Linked DNA regions of Salmo salar: region 2 is linked to region 1. A link is a contact called in public Hi-C data. All regions are on one chromosome and are shown on one strand. The core of a region is the stretch at or near the end of the contact, and the rest is flanking DNA. Distances in the headings are between cores, read along the strand shown.

Evidence for each region. A called contact is a pair of places that touch in the nucleus more often than the background predicts.
Region 2: a contact with region 1 is called in a Hi-C map of gill, with 3 times the contacts expected there. The contact joins the promoter of LOC106582410 here to the enhancer-like site in region 1. A contact is called at or near these places in 2 of 3 Hi-C or Micro-C datasets (gill and muscle).

Annotation. Positions count from the first base shown.
Region 1 is chrssa21:46,040,227-46,047,169 of Ssal_v3.1, forward strand. It overlaps LOC106582410 (activin receptor type-2A), which reads right to left. Exons shown (of 12, transcript XM_014165502.2): 6 at 3,641-3,784; 7 at 3,145-3,288; 8 at 2,626-2,771; 9 at 1,808-1,922; 10 at 1,360-1,498; 11 at 1-17. Among protein-coding and RNA genes, the nearest start is that of LOC106582411, 13 kb to the left of the region's middle. Within about 2 kb of position 3,710, at least 2 of the 13 cell types and tissues checked have an H3K27ac peak or open chromatin away from gene starts, as enhancers often do. A contact at or near this core is called in gill, where this site is marked.
Region 2 is chrssa21:46,091,560-46,098,502 of Ssal_v3.1, forward strand. It overlaps LOC106582410 (activin receptor type-2A), which reads right to left and starts at 3,292. Exons shown (of 12, transcript XM_014165502.2): 1 at 2,762-3,292; 2 at 2,111-2,302. The coding sequence starts at 2,165.

The sequences.
Region 1 (6,943 bases), core at 2,460-4,959:
GTACTCATCCACTGGGCCTGAAATAACACAGCAGACTGTTACCTCAACACCACAGTGATCCATTCCAACAAAGAGAAAACCTTCACAAAATGCAATCAATATACCAATCATTACTTTCAGCTAATAAAGAAAATAAAACATTGGTCTAAACACAATCAGTGATCTCTGAGTTTTTCCCCCCAAGGTATTCAGAGCTGATGCTTTGTGTTGTCTAACAGCTCTTGACCAGTGGAGGTCTCCCTCTGGGCAGTGAGTTGCTCTGACCAGGCTCTAACCCAGAGTTGCCCTCCAGTGATAACCAGAGGTCATGCAGGGCGTTCCACATGCTGACCCCCGACACAACAACCCGGGTTAGGCCAGGTCAATACGGCTCCATGGAACCAGACAGACAGAATCCAGACGGAATTCCCTGGATAGACACCAGGACTATGGTAGTGCAGGAAAGGACCCCCCCCCTCCTGGAGAGATACTGTGTATGCTGGCTTCTGCTCCAGCCCTACACCTGATTTAGCTAATCAAGGTTCCGAGTAAAGCTGGAACACAATCCTGCGGTAGTGTAGCTCTCCAGAGAGTATGCTAGGAAGACAGGAAGAGGGTTGGCCACTCCTACTCTGCGTGGGCCACTCCTACTCTGCGTGGGCCACCCCTACCCTGCGTGGGCCACCCCTACCCTGCGTGGGCCACTCCTACTCTGCGTGGGCCACCCCTACCCTGCGTGGGCCACTCCTACCCTGCGTGGGCCACCCCTACTCTGCGTGGGCCACCCCTACCCTGCGTGGGCCACTCCTACCCTGCGTGGGCCACCCCTACTCTGCGTGGGCCACTCCTACTCTGCGTGGGCCACCCCTACTCTGCGTGGGCCACTCCTACCCTGCATGGGCCACCCCTACCCTGCGTGGGCCACCCCTACTCTGCGTGGGCCACTCCTACTCGCGTGGGCCACCCCTACTCTGCGTGGGCCACTCCTACTCTGCGTGGGCCACACCTACACTGCATGGGCCACCCCTACTCTGCGTGGGCCACTCCTACTCTGCGTGGGCCACTCCTACCTGCGTGGGCCACTCCTACTCTGCGTGGGCCACCCCTACTCTGCGTGGGCCACTCCTACTCTGCGTGGGCCACCCCTACTCTGCGTGGGCCACCCCTACCCTGCGTGGGCCACCCCTACTCTGCGTGGGCTACTCCTACCCTGCGTGGGCCACCCCTACTCTGCGTGGGCCACTCCTACTCTGCGTGGGCCACCCCTACCCTGCGTGGGCCACCCCTACTCTGCGTGGGCCACTCCTACCCTGCGTGGGCCACTCCTACTCTGCGTGGGCCGCTACTACTCTATGGTCCTTCCAGGGAGTGTGTTCTTACCGTCAGCAGCCTTGCAGCGTGCGGCCAGCTCCCACAGCACCAGTCCCAGGGCATACATGTCTATCCTCAGGAACGAGTCCCGCTGGAAGTTGATGGCCCCCTCCAGCACCTCAGGGGCCATGTACCTCCGGGTGCCCACCTGGAATGAACAGACGCGCACACACACACACACACACACACACACACACACACACACACACACACACACACACAGACTGGTTAGAGATCAATCTCAATCGGTGGTCCTGCCTGTTTTGGATAATTTACATGCAATTGTCTCAATCTGACATCAGGGAATACAGAGTTCTGCTTGTGCTGAACAGATTGACGATGTTGATGTTTTTTTCTTTGTAACATGAACGTCGAGGTATGCTGACGTTTTTACAGTCATGTAGAACATCATGGACTACACCTTCCACAACCATTCCTCCCATCACTCATCACTCACCTGTCCGTGCGTGTCCCCAGCGGATTTCCCAGCCTCAAACCTCTGGGCCAGGCCAAAGTCAGCGATGCAGGCTGTCAGGTTGGACTTTAGAAGGATATTCTTACTCTTGATATCCCTGTGGATTACAGCAGAACAGAAACACACCAATGAGACAACAGACAGCGCGGGAGAGGAAAGATACCCATCATTTAACAGGATGAATGTTGTGTACTTTGACCTGTTCACCAGACGTCCTAACTGTCCCAGACCTGCTGTTTTCAACTCTCTAGAAAGAGCAGGAGCGGTAGAGATACTCTGAATGATCGGCTATGAAAAGCCAACTGACATTAACTCTTGAGGTGCTGACCTGTTGCACCCTCGACAACTACTGTGATTATTATTATTTGACCATGCTGGTCATTTATGAACATTTGAACATCTTGGCCATGTTCTGTTATAATCTCCACCCGGCACAGCCAGAAGATGACTGGCCACCCCTCATAGCCTGGTTCCTCTCTAGGTTTCTTCCTAGGTCCTGGCTTTTCTAGGGAGTTTTTCCTAGCCACCGTGCTTCTACACCTGCATTGCTTGCTGTTTGGGGTTTTAGGCTGGGTTTCTGTACAGCACTTTGAGATATCAGCTGATGTAAGAAGGGCTATATAAATACATTTGATTTGATTTACTTTCTGGAAGCAGAGTTAGATTTTTGGGGGGGGTAAGTGAAGGAAGGCAGTGGATTGAAAAGACCATCGAAGAGTAGGTCTTTAATGGCAGTGTAATGATAGAGGAACACAAACAGAGATAGGTGACCAGGGAGGATGGGAGAGCAGGGAGCTGACCTGTGGGCGATGGCTGGCTTGTGTCCGTCCTTCAGACCAGGGATGTCTTCATGGAGGTAGGCCAGGCCTCGAGCCGTGGTCTGGGCTATGTGGCACAGCTCGCTCCACGACAACACGTTGGCCTTCAAATAGTCTGTCAACGAGCCCTGGAAATGGAGGCAGACAACCAGTTAATATAACAGCACCTAGCAAATGTGGCTCACCTTGAAGTCAACATGCCACCATACCATCTGACATAATGCCAGCTGATTGTTCTACCTCTAACCACTAGAGGGCAGATATATTCAACACAGATAAAGACCATTCTAGTGTTTTCTGAAAAATAGGAAGGAACAGCTCTATCTAAGGTTGTCTAGTTAATAAATACTGGATCAGTGTTGCTACATAGACTTGCATTTTCACAACGACGCTTGATGTCTTGGGATAAATGTTAAATTCTAGCATGACTTCGTTGAATGAGTTGTGATTTAATTTGCTTTGTTTGTGCTGTGATCTTCTGACCAGCAGGGGGGGCTGTACCTTCTCGTGGTACGCTGTGATCAGCCACAGCTCTATGTCCATGTTGTTTCCCCTCTTCTCTGCTCCCAGGAAGTGGAGCAGGTTCTCATGCCTCATCCCGCTCAGGTTGTAGATCTCATACTCGTTCTGCCATGACTGCTTGTCCTGAGGACGCCAAACACACAGAAAACTGTTCAAGATGTACAATATCAACTGAGAATGGGTTTTGGATTCCTACTAGACATGAAAAGAAAAAAGAAAAAATATGATTGTTATTTAAAAATAGCATAATAATGTATGTTAGGTCATGTCAGTTGCTGCTCAGTGGTCAATCAAGGCCACTGTGGGCTTAGTGATTGGCCTCTAAAGTAGGGGGCTGGTCAGCCCAGGAGGATTACCTAGGGCCTGGAGCTTTAAGACTGATGACGCTCTCTTCTCCCTTCCAAAGAAGCAGAGAAAGCCTCCACACAGCCCTCTGTCCTGCTACTAGTGGTGGTTAGTGGTTACATTACTGTACCTGAATGGGGAATATTTTGACAGCCACGTAATCGTTGAGCAACTGAGCCTTCCACACGCAGCCGAAGCGCCCCCTGGCTTTGATCTCAATCAACTGCAGTGGCTTCTGTCCCAGGATGGGGGAGGGAGGCATGGGCCCCGGGTCCTGCAGAGGAGAAGAGAGAGAAACACACATCAAACTCACTGTTTGTTACACAGACACCAAGCATTAAATGGGACTGCAGTACATTGAAGTAGGATCCAAAATGGCTTCCATGTTGCAGGGCCAATGGTTGGGCTATGGGGAAAAGAGAAACTTTTAACCAGCTGCTGGGCTGGGTGCTATGAAGCTTTGACAGAAGGGGCTTATGGGGGCTAGGGAAGTGATGAGCATGTTAAACTTAAATCACCAACCCGTCTCCTCTCTGGACTACTGGATGAGGCCTGACCTACTTACCGTAGAGTAGCATGGAGGGACTGACTGACTGCTGCAGCACACCTGGTCTGGAGGGATATCTAGACCCGATTTACACTATAGGGCCAACCAGAACCATTCTGTTCTTTCCCGCTCGGCTTGGCCCAGGAGTTTACATTGCCTACTCTGAGCTGAGACCGCCACTTTTGACTGGTACTGTATACTGTAGGTACGGCTCTGATCTGCACTGGAGTCATGTAAAAGCATATGCTCTGCTCTAACTATAGATCATGTTTTATGGGCATGTCCATCATGTCCATCATAGCTCCAGACAGTAAGAAAAACAGACCTTTGCCTCGATACCATCAAGGAAGAGAACTACAGGATACCATCAAGGAAGAGAACTATAGGATACCATCAAGGAAGAGAACTACAGGATACCATCAAGGAAGAGAACTATAGGATACCATCAAGGAAGAGAACTACAGGATACCATCAAGGAAGAGAACTATAGGATACCATCAAGGAAGAGAACTATAGGATACCATCAAGGAAGAGAACTATAGGATACCATCAAGGAAGAGAACTACAGGATACCATCAAGGAAGAGAACTATAGGATACCATCAAGGAAGAGAACTACAGGATACCATCAAGGAAGAGAACTACAGGATACCATCAAGGAAGAGAACTATAGGATACCATCAAGGAAGAGAACTACAGGATACCATCAAGGAAGAGAACTATAGGATACCATCAAGGAAGAGAACTATAGGATACCATCAAGGAAGAGAACTACAGGATACCATCAAGGAAGAGAACTACAGGATACCATCAAGGAAGAGAACTACAGGATACCATCAAGGAAGAGAACTACAGGATACCATCAAGGAAGAGAACTATAGGATACCATCAAGGAAGAGAACTATAGGATACCATCAAGGAAGAGAACTACAGGATACCATCAAGGAAGAGAACTACAGGATACCATCAAGGAAGAGAACTACAGGATACCATCAAGGAAGAGAACTATAGGATACCATCAAGGAAGAGAACTACAGGATACCATCAAGGAAGAGAACTACAGGATACCATCAAGGAAGAGAACTACAGGATACCATCAAGGAAGAGAACTACAGGATACCATCAAGGAAGAGAACTACAGGATACCATCAAGGAAGAGAACTACAGGATACCATCAAGGAAGAGAACTACAGGATACCATCAAGGAAGAGAACTATAGGATACCATCAAGGAAGAGAACTACAGGATACCATCAAGGAAGAGAACTACAGGATACCATCAAGGAAGAGAACTACAGGATACCATCAAGGAAGAGAACTATAGGATACCATCAAGGAAGAGAACTACAGGATACCATCAAGGAAGAGAACTACAGGATACCATCAAGGAAGAGAACTACAGGATACCATCAAGGAAGAGAACTATAGGATACCATCAAGGAAGAGAACTATAGGATACCATCAAGGAAGAGAACTATAGGATACCATCAAGGAAGAGAACTACAGGATACCATCAAGGAAGAGAACTACAGGATACCATCAAGGAAGAGAACTACAGGATACCATCAAGGAAGAGAACTACAGGATACCATCAAGGAAGAGAACTATAGGATACCATCAAGGAAGAGAACTACAGGATACCATCAAGGAAGAGAACTACAGGATACCATCAAGGAAGAGAACTACAGGATACCATCAAGGAAGAGAACTACAGGATACCATCAAGGAAGAGAACTACAAAGGCAGGATGATGCTGATGATGACAGACTGATTAAGAGGTGTTCTGGTCGCCGTAGTGACGGACCATGACCATTCTGTGTCTACAGACTGTTACAGGTCTATACAGATGTCCGATCTCAATTTAAACCAATTTTCTACGGCAGGAAAATATTTATGCAGCAACAGGGAATGTGAATTATTATGTGGATTATAATTCATGGACCATTTTTGTAGGGGTTGATACATTTTTCTTCACGACAAATTAAGTCTGAAATTTCAAAAGCGGAAATTAAACTTTTGAAGCGTTTTTAAAACTCAAATACACTAGAAGTTTGCGTTTCCTGGCTGCTTGCCTGCTTCAATGAGGGCCGCTATTGGTCCTCTAATGAATTAGTTGAATAGCAGGGAAGGTAGCCTCTTTAATGTCAGAGAATGTTTATCTTTCCCCATAGGTTGTACACATAATGGCCTGCATGCGTACAGCCAGAACAGGAAGGGAAGGATAGACAGATTAATGACGGCAAAGGAGGAACAGGAAGGAGGGAAGAGGGAAACCAAGTGAAAGAGGGCAGCATATAGGGCAGGATATATAGCCTGGGCCTAAAGCCTGCAGTCCAGACCTAGCCGCAGCCACACCCTGCACCTCTAGCTGTCTTCACAGTGTTCAAGGTCATGTTTACGTTGCCATTCTCTCAAGTGATCAATCATAGCACAGGCACTTGTAAAAATGAAAACAATGTCATTTTTATGGTCCAGCTGTCCCTGTAGGCTAGGACCGGGCTGAGAGGCCTAACATTTATCATCTGTGTGACACATTCTTTTGTCTTCAACAGGAGAATCAATATTGATGTTTGCAAGCTACTGAGAACGGTTATCCTTGTACTGACTTAGCTATACTGCAAACCAGCAGGCACTGAGTCGCTTCTGTTCAAAATGGTTATTATATTTAAGTAGCCTATAACTGTTGGTGTGTGTGTGTGTGTGTGTGTGTGTGTGTGGTTAGCCACCATTCTCCCACCCCACATTGATATAAGACACCATATCGATCATTTCACCATCACGTTCTTTGGCTGCATTCATAGCATGCTCAGACTCTTGCATTCCAACCAATAAGCCAACGGTCCATGCACTTCCCTCCTGCTGCTGAATCCCAAACAGGACAGTGGATT
Region 2 (6,943 bases), core at 2,042-4,541, 51 kb after region 1:
TTTCCCTCAAATGAAATGTAGAACCAGATTCACAAGATCAAGGGGAAGAGTAATTAACCTTGCTCCTAGGCATCCAACCAGCTCTAGTCCCCACAGAATTCAACCTCTGCAGAGAGCGGGCCTTCCTATCGACAGGCCACCCACATTCCAACCCGCTTTGATTATACTTTAGGCCAGGGCTGTGTTCAGTAGGACACAGCATTGTGGAGTGTTCAGATAGGAACAGGCTTATATTATGTGGAACAGAACAGATGTCAGCTGCTCTATTGGTGATATTTCTATCTACAAGGTGGTGAACGTTACGGCCCAGGCAGTCGAGTAATGGAACCTGCCACTTCCTCAAAATAACATCAACATACTGTAGCTCGGTCACGACGGTGTGCAACATACAGCTCAAGTAGCATTGAGGTGAGGTGTGTAACTGACAATCACCCTCTATTGAGGTCAAAGTTCTGCTTGGTGGAAATCCCATTCGTTAAAGTGAGCAGATTGCTTTAGTTCAATCTCCTTATGTGGCTTGGCTAGGCCCAGTTTACTCAACCTGGCATCAGAGCCATACGAAACACATTGTACGTATTTCTGAGAACCTCCAAGACATATGACATGTACTAATGGTCTAGTTACTTTAGACAAACAAAAGTAGGGAGGTTGGTTCACCTAAACTGCTACATAACTTATCCTAACCTTTTTCATTAGTTCTCCTAATCACCAACGTAAATTCTCCCCATAATTCTTGTTTAGATGCAACAATCTACCTTTTCTGAGAGAAAGACGTATAATCATTTACATCATCCAACTCGTATGCCATTGTATGACCGGGTAAGACGTACGATACTATACATCCTCTAATTCGTATGATATTGTACAACTACTATTCCATTCATAATGTAAACTAATGTACACAATAAATGTACATTAACAGATTTAACAGATTTACGTACCAAATCCTACGAATTGCACTGAGACCTGACTGACCTCTGCCTGGTGAAAAGTAAATGGAGCTTTGACTCAGGAGATGACTTCGAGTCTTTGCCCCCCACCTCCCCCCTGCTCTGTGCAAATGGAATTTCTTGGAGTGTAGAGTGATAAGCACAGATGGAAGACTGTTTCTCAGGGCAGGCGCCAGCAGCACGTGCCTGGTTTCAAACAAAACCGCCACACACACTGAATCCTTGAGTCCCAACAAGCGATCTTTTAAACAGGAGATCAACTTGCTTTTTGTCCACTAACTGCTTTGGGATGTACCAACAAGAAACAAGTATTCGTGTTGATGTTTCATTTAAAGAAAACTAAGTGAATACTACTGTACAACAGACCATTACATAGGCCTAGGCATAATAATATGCAAATAACATGCAGTACAGTAGCTATACCTGAATGTATCAGAATGCACATATCTACATAAGAAAATATCTAGGCAGTACAACTGGGATTTCAGAGCCCAGATCACAATCACACCATAAAATAAGAATTTGTCCTTAACTGACTTGCCTAGTTAAATAAAAGTTAAAACAAAATAAAACAAATCTAGACTGAAATAACAACCACAACAGGGTCAACTATAGCCTCATCAGATATTCCATTTTTACATCACATAAATAGTCATAATGTAGTGGAGAGGATTCTCGATTGAATCATCTTCCTGCATAAAATATATAGCCGTCTTGACATTGCATGAAAAGCACACAACATATGCATAATTATAGGCCGACAGCTAGCTGTTCTCAATCAGATGCACACGTTGCCTCCTCTCTCCACATGAGGCCTACTCTACTCCTGTGTTGACTCTTCGCTTTCATCTCGCTATAGTGGCTAGACCGATGGCTATTGCTGTATTGGACTGGACAGACGATGACCACCAACATGATCTAATGTACAGTCAACTCTATTCAAAAAGCTGTTTAGTTTCAAGATGCTGTACATCCAATCGCGTTCCCGCGTCATATGACCCGCGGCAGCGAGCGCACATAACAGGGACAGTAGGATAGGCTATAACATTATCATAGGCCTACACTGTGATATGGATGTGTGTGAAATATTCTGACTATTGCATGCATGAACATGTGATCGCTGGTCGATATTTGAAGACTGCTTCCTATCGAATACCCACCTGAAGAACATGAGATCAAAAAGACGCCGAATGCCAGTTTCGTTGCTGGTCCCATTTTCGGTCAAATGTCAAATCCTTTATTTCCAGTAAATCCTGGTGCCACGAATCCTATGGGATTAGCGTCCAAAGTATCAGAGTACCTTTTTATAGCAAATGCATCAGGTGACTGACTGATTGAAAGAGCTGCAATGCCTGTAACATACAGCATACAAATTTCCACTTCAGAATCCTTAGTGTTTATTGTATTCTTCTGGCATGGGACATCGTTTGAAACACATGTAAAACAAAAATATATAACTATAAAGAAACTAAACTACTGCAAAAAAACAACAAAAAACGACGAATAGCTTGTTTGACTACTGGTTAATGTACTTGCTGCATGGTGTATCCATTCTGCACACAATAATGCAACATTGTCGCATTTTAGAAACAATGTCTAGCGCTAGACTATGTCCCAGCAAAAATAATCACAAACTCTTACTTTGTTGCAATTTTTCCGACTATCTAGCGATAATCTTTCATCTAGACAGCTATATTGCATCACCGTTAACATAAACCGGATTTGCATAGGTTTAAGATTGCCAACTGGTTACCTCACTAATTAAATCACAAATTCAATGAGTCGAGTTTGCGTAATTACATTTTACTGACCAAGTTTCACTCTTGCAAACATTACACCTTTCCAAAATCACGCGCGATCACATCCAAAGGAAAGTTGACGCCGGAGAAAACATTAACCAGCCATTCTACCGAAGGCTGTGTGTATTCCAAACGTTGTTTGTCCACAACATGCAAATAACGCAATATTGTCTCTAGCTGTCTTCAAAATCTGAATCTTGAATCACAGAAACTATATTTCGTATTTTAGATATGTCAATCGAGAAAGGATTGAAGTCGAGTTACACCGTTGAAGGCACATAGGAAACCCGTGAAGCTAGCCCGATACGTTAGCTACTGGCTGGCTTGGTCGGTATCGATTCAATCAATGTTCACTCGTGCGAACGGGAAGTGTGGCATACAAGAAAACAACGAATTAGAGAATTAAAATTAATCCTTTAGATGTAGTCTCTTTCGTCTAATATTGACGTTTTCCTTGAACGACTCGGTCATATAATTCTCATCACCTCTCCAAGTGCACAACTGTACTCAAGATGGCTGCTTGCACGGATTGTTTTTGATTTTTTTTTTTCATACTCATCTGTCACTACGCGGCTAAAGCTGTGACCGACATGAATAACGGCCAATAGAGAACGACAAATCCGCCAGAGCTTTACTGTTCCACCAATCCTGTGAGGCATTCTCTTGTCTTGTGCCCATGAATGAGAGGCAATAAACACGCCCAGGCGAGTGTACTGTGAGTAAAGGTATTGATGATGGGAGGGATGGCTGCAGATACGCTGATCAATAAAATTACTGGATTTTTTGTTGTTGTGAAAGGATAGGAACAGTAGTTTTGGTAATTGTTTCCTAGGAGACGCTAATTAGGGTCACATATGCAAAAACCTATAAAACCACGGACAACTCTAAACTGTCTAAGGCATCTTTGGGACGTCCCAACTCTGACGTCACGACATTGAAGTTGACATTAACACGGTGGTGGCTCGTTTTCCATCCAATTGGCGAGAGATTTTCATGCGAATATTCTAGAATCTGCATAAAGAAAATATATGTACATGTACATGGCATGTAGATTTAATAATAATTTAACTGGAGATAGAAAACATTCTGGTATTTTAGCCTATATTCATTAATATTGATCAACCAGTCTAATGAGCACATGGATGTATCAAGGGATTATGAAACCAATATACTGTATGAAACCTGTACTACTGAGGTGCTTTGGAATTCCCCGGATTAAAAATGTGGTTGTTTCAAATTCACATTTGAAGTGGAATTGAAACAAGTCCAACCTGACTGTCAACCTCTGGAAAGAAGATTTGTTTTTTCTAACTTTCTAGGTTATATTGAATTATGTAAAACAGGTCATTTAGATGCATTATGATGAAGTAAATTTGGATGTTAGTTAACAATTTGAGAACTAGAATATGCTGCACATTTGTGTAAACGTAATACTTTCCATGAGCTGCCTCTGGAATTAGGTAACCACACCTGACCTCATTTTTATTTGATCTTTATTTAACTAGGAAAGTCAGTTAAGAACAAATTCTTATTTACAATGACATCCTACCCAGACAAAACAGGGCCATTTGTGCACCACCCTATGGGACTCCCAATCACAGGCAGATGTGATACAGCCTGGATTTGAACCAGGGACTGTAGTGACGCCTCTAGCGCTGAGATGCAGTGCCTTAGACTGCTGCGCCACTTGGAAGCCCTATTTCTGTGAACATATAACCCAGGTCACTAAGTTGACCTAAAGAAAAGCGCTGGCGCTTATAACCTAAGCTTCAGTACGCATGTGGAAAATATCAAGGACATTAAGAGAGGATAGAAAGCCAGGATTTAGTCACATTTACTCACACCCAAGACCTGTCTCTCCAACCTACTTATGAGGCTATTACTCTAACTGCTAAATCACTTCAACACTCTCCTGAAATATGGGAAGTATTTGGTTGTGGGGTTCTATATATCACAGGAATACCAAGATGCCAGGCATTCTTCCCCTGGATGAGCTCATTAACTTTTAATCAGAGTTCTAAAAGTGCAAGAGATTATCCCAATGGATATCAAAGAGTTTGCGTGAGATGTCAGGCAGATGTCAGGAGACAGGCCATGCATCTGTTAGAGCGTGTCGTCCCTGTCAGGCTGCTAATGTCCTTGAGAGAGCGTACACGTGTCTTTCTTCCGTGAAGGTAATTACTGTACTATTTCCCAGGATTCAGTTCTGCCAAGTAGCCTAGGACCTATTGTACCCAGTACAAGGTTTAACTCACTCAAAATGACCACTGTGCTTTAACTATCTGGTCAATCTTATTTGAGTACTTAAAAGGCAACTCCCACATTTTAAATTACACTTTTGGGTTCATGTAAATTACAACTCTAACCAATGTAGTGCTAAACCACATACTTGCACAATGTAGGCATACTTCACCCTAGCTCTCGTGAATAGGTAATCACTTAAGCACTAGTAAACCATATTACACCCTGTCCTCTGAAATCACATTAATGTTGAGCCTTGGCACATGTTAAGGATAATAGCCCAGCTCCTTCACAGTAAGGCATATACAGTTGTCTTTTATCATCTTACTGTCAGTCCATATATACCAGTTTTTATCCTTGCACTATTTACAATGACTATTTAAATGATTGTTTGTGCACCATCCCTGCATGATTGAAACCTCCATTGCCCCAATAGGCATCATATTACCATTTCTATCTCTGTTTAACAGCTATATTTTAGACCTTTGCTAATGTAATGTTGTGCAGATATGAAACTGCATGTTAAATTGCACTGGCAAATGGCTGCCAGATGTATATGATCACTTATGACGTTGCTATGGTGAAATTAAGTTATCCATGCATACAGAACTTCGCGGGATGTTCATAGCAGAAACCCTCTTTTAATTTTGAATCATTGTCAGGGGACAAGCCATTGGAGGGAGGGAGCTGCAGTAGTCTCCCTCCAGCTACTTCACTTGCTATTTCATTAAAATTACAATAAAACCACAGCATATTTTGGATTATGACAGGTTATACAAGCATTATTGTGAGAAGGATTGTGCGCCATTCATTACAGTATCTGGCACTGGTTAATGTGGGTTGGCAATGCAATCTCCCTGTCACCATTGGAAATCAACACTAATTGAAGTTGAGAGGAGAGCTGAGGGGTTGGTGTGTGTGTGTGTGTGTGTGTGTGTGTGTGTGCACGTGCGCGCATGTGTGTGTGGCTGCTTGGTGACAGAGGGAGTAGAGGTGACGGCAGATTACCAGTGTGACCTGGGCAGCTATGACATTCCTCCCTGCTCCACTAATCTCATATCCTCCCTGACGTTACCTAGGCTGCAGTGTGTGAGTGTGTTCATGTTTTAATAGCCTACTTTCTAACTAAGGCAATGGCTGATGATAGTTACTAGTGCTACAGGGAGCCCATTATGAGGGCATCGGGTTTTAATGACATATAATGATCTATGCTACTAGTGGCTACAATGGCCTTGCCCAACTGAAAGGCACTTACTGCGAGGCCAATTCAATGTTGACTACTTACCATAATATTTTGCTAATCAACTTTCTTTATCAGAATTGTTTTGTCATTCCCTCTCCCACACTCTCTCCCTCTCCCACACCCTCTCCCTCTCTGACACCCTCTCTATCTCCCACACCCTCTGCCTCTCCCACACCCTCTCGCTCTCCCACACTCTCTCCCACATCCTCCCCTCACACTCTCACTCTCCCTCTCCCACACCATCTCCCTCTCCCACACCCTCTCCCATGCTCTTTCCCACACCCTCTCCCACAACCTCTCCCTCGCCCTCTCCCTCACCCTCTCCCTCTCCCACACCCTGTCATACACCCTCTCCCACACCCTCTCCCACTCTTCTCCCTCTCCCACACCCACTCCCTCGTCCACACCCACACCTTCTCTGACACCTTCTCCCACACCCATTCCCTCTCCCATACCCTCTCCCACATCCTCTTCCTCTCCCACACTCACACTCACACCCTCTCCCACTCCCACACCCTTTCCCTCTCCCACACCCTTTCCCTCTTCCTCTCCCACACCCTCATATCTTCCATATCTCACTGTGAAACAGGAAACCCAGAGGAATCAGATGGTGCAGCATACCTCATTAACCCTGCTAGAATAGGACGTCTCAATTCCTTTAGGAGGCCATTACTTACTGCAAGTAAATCCTTGTCATCCACCAGTACTCC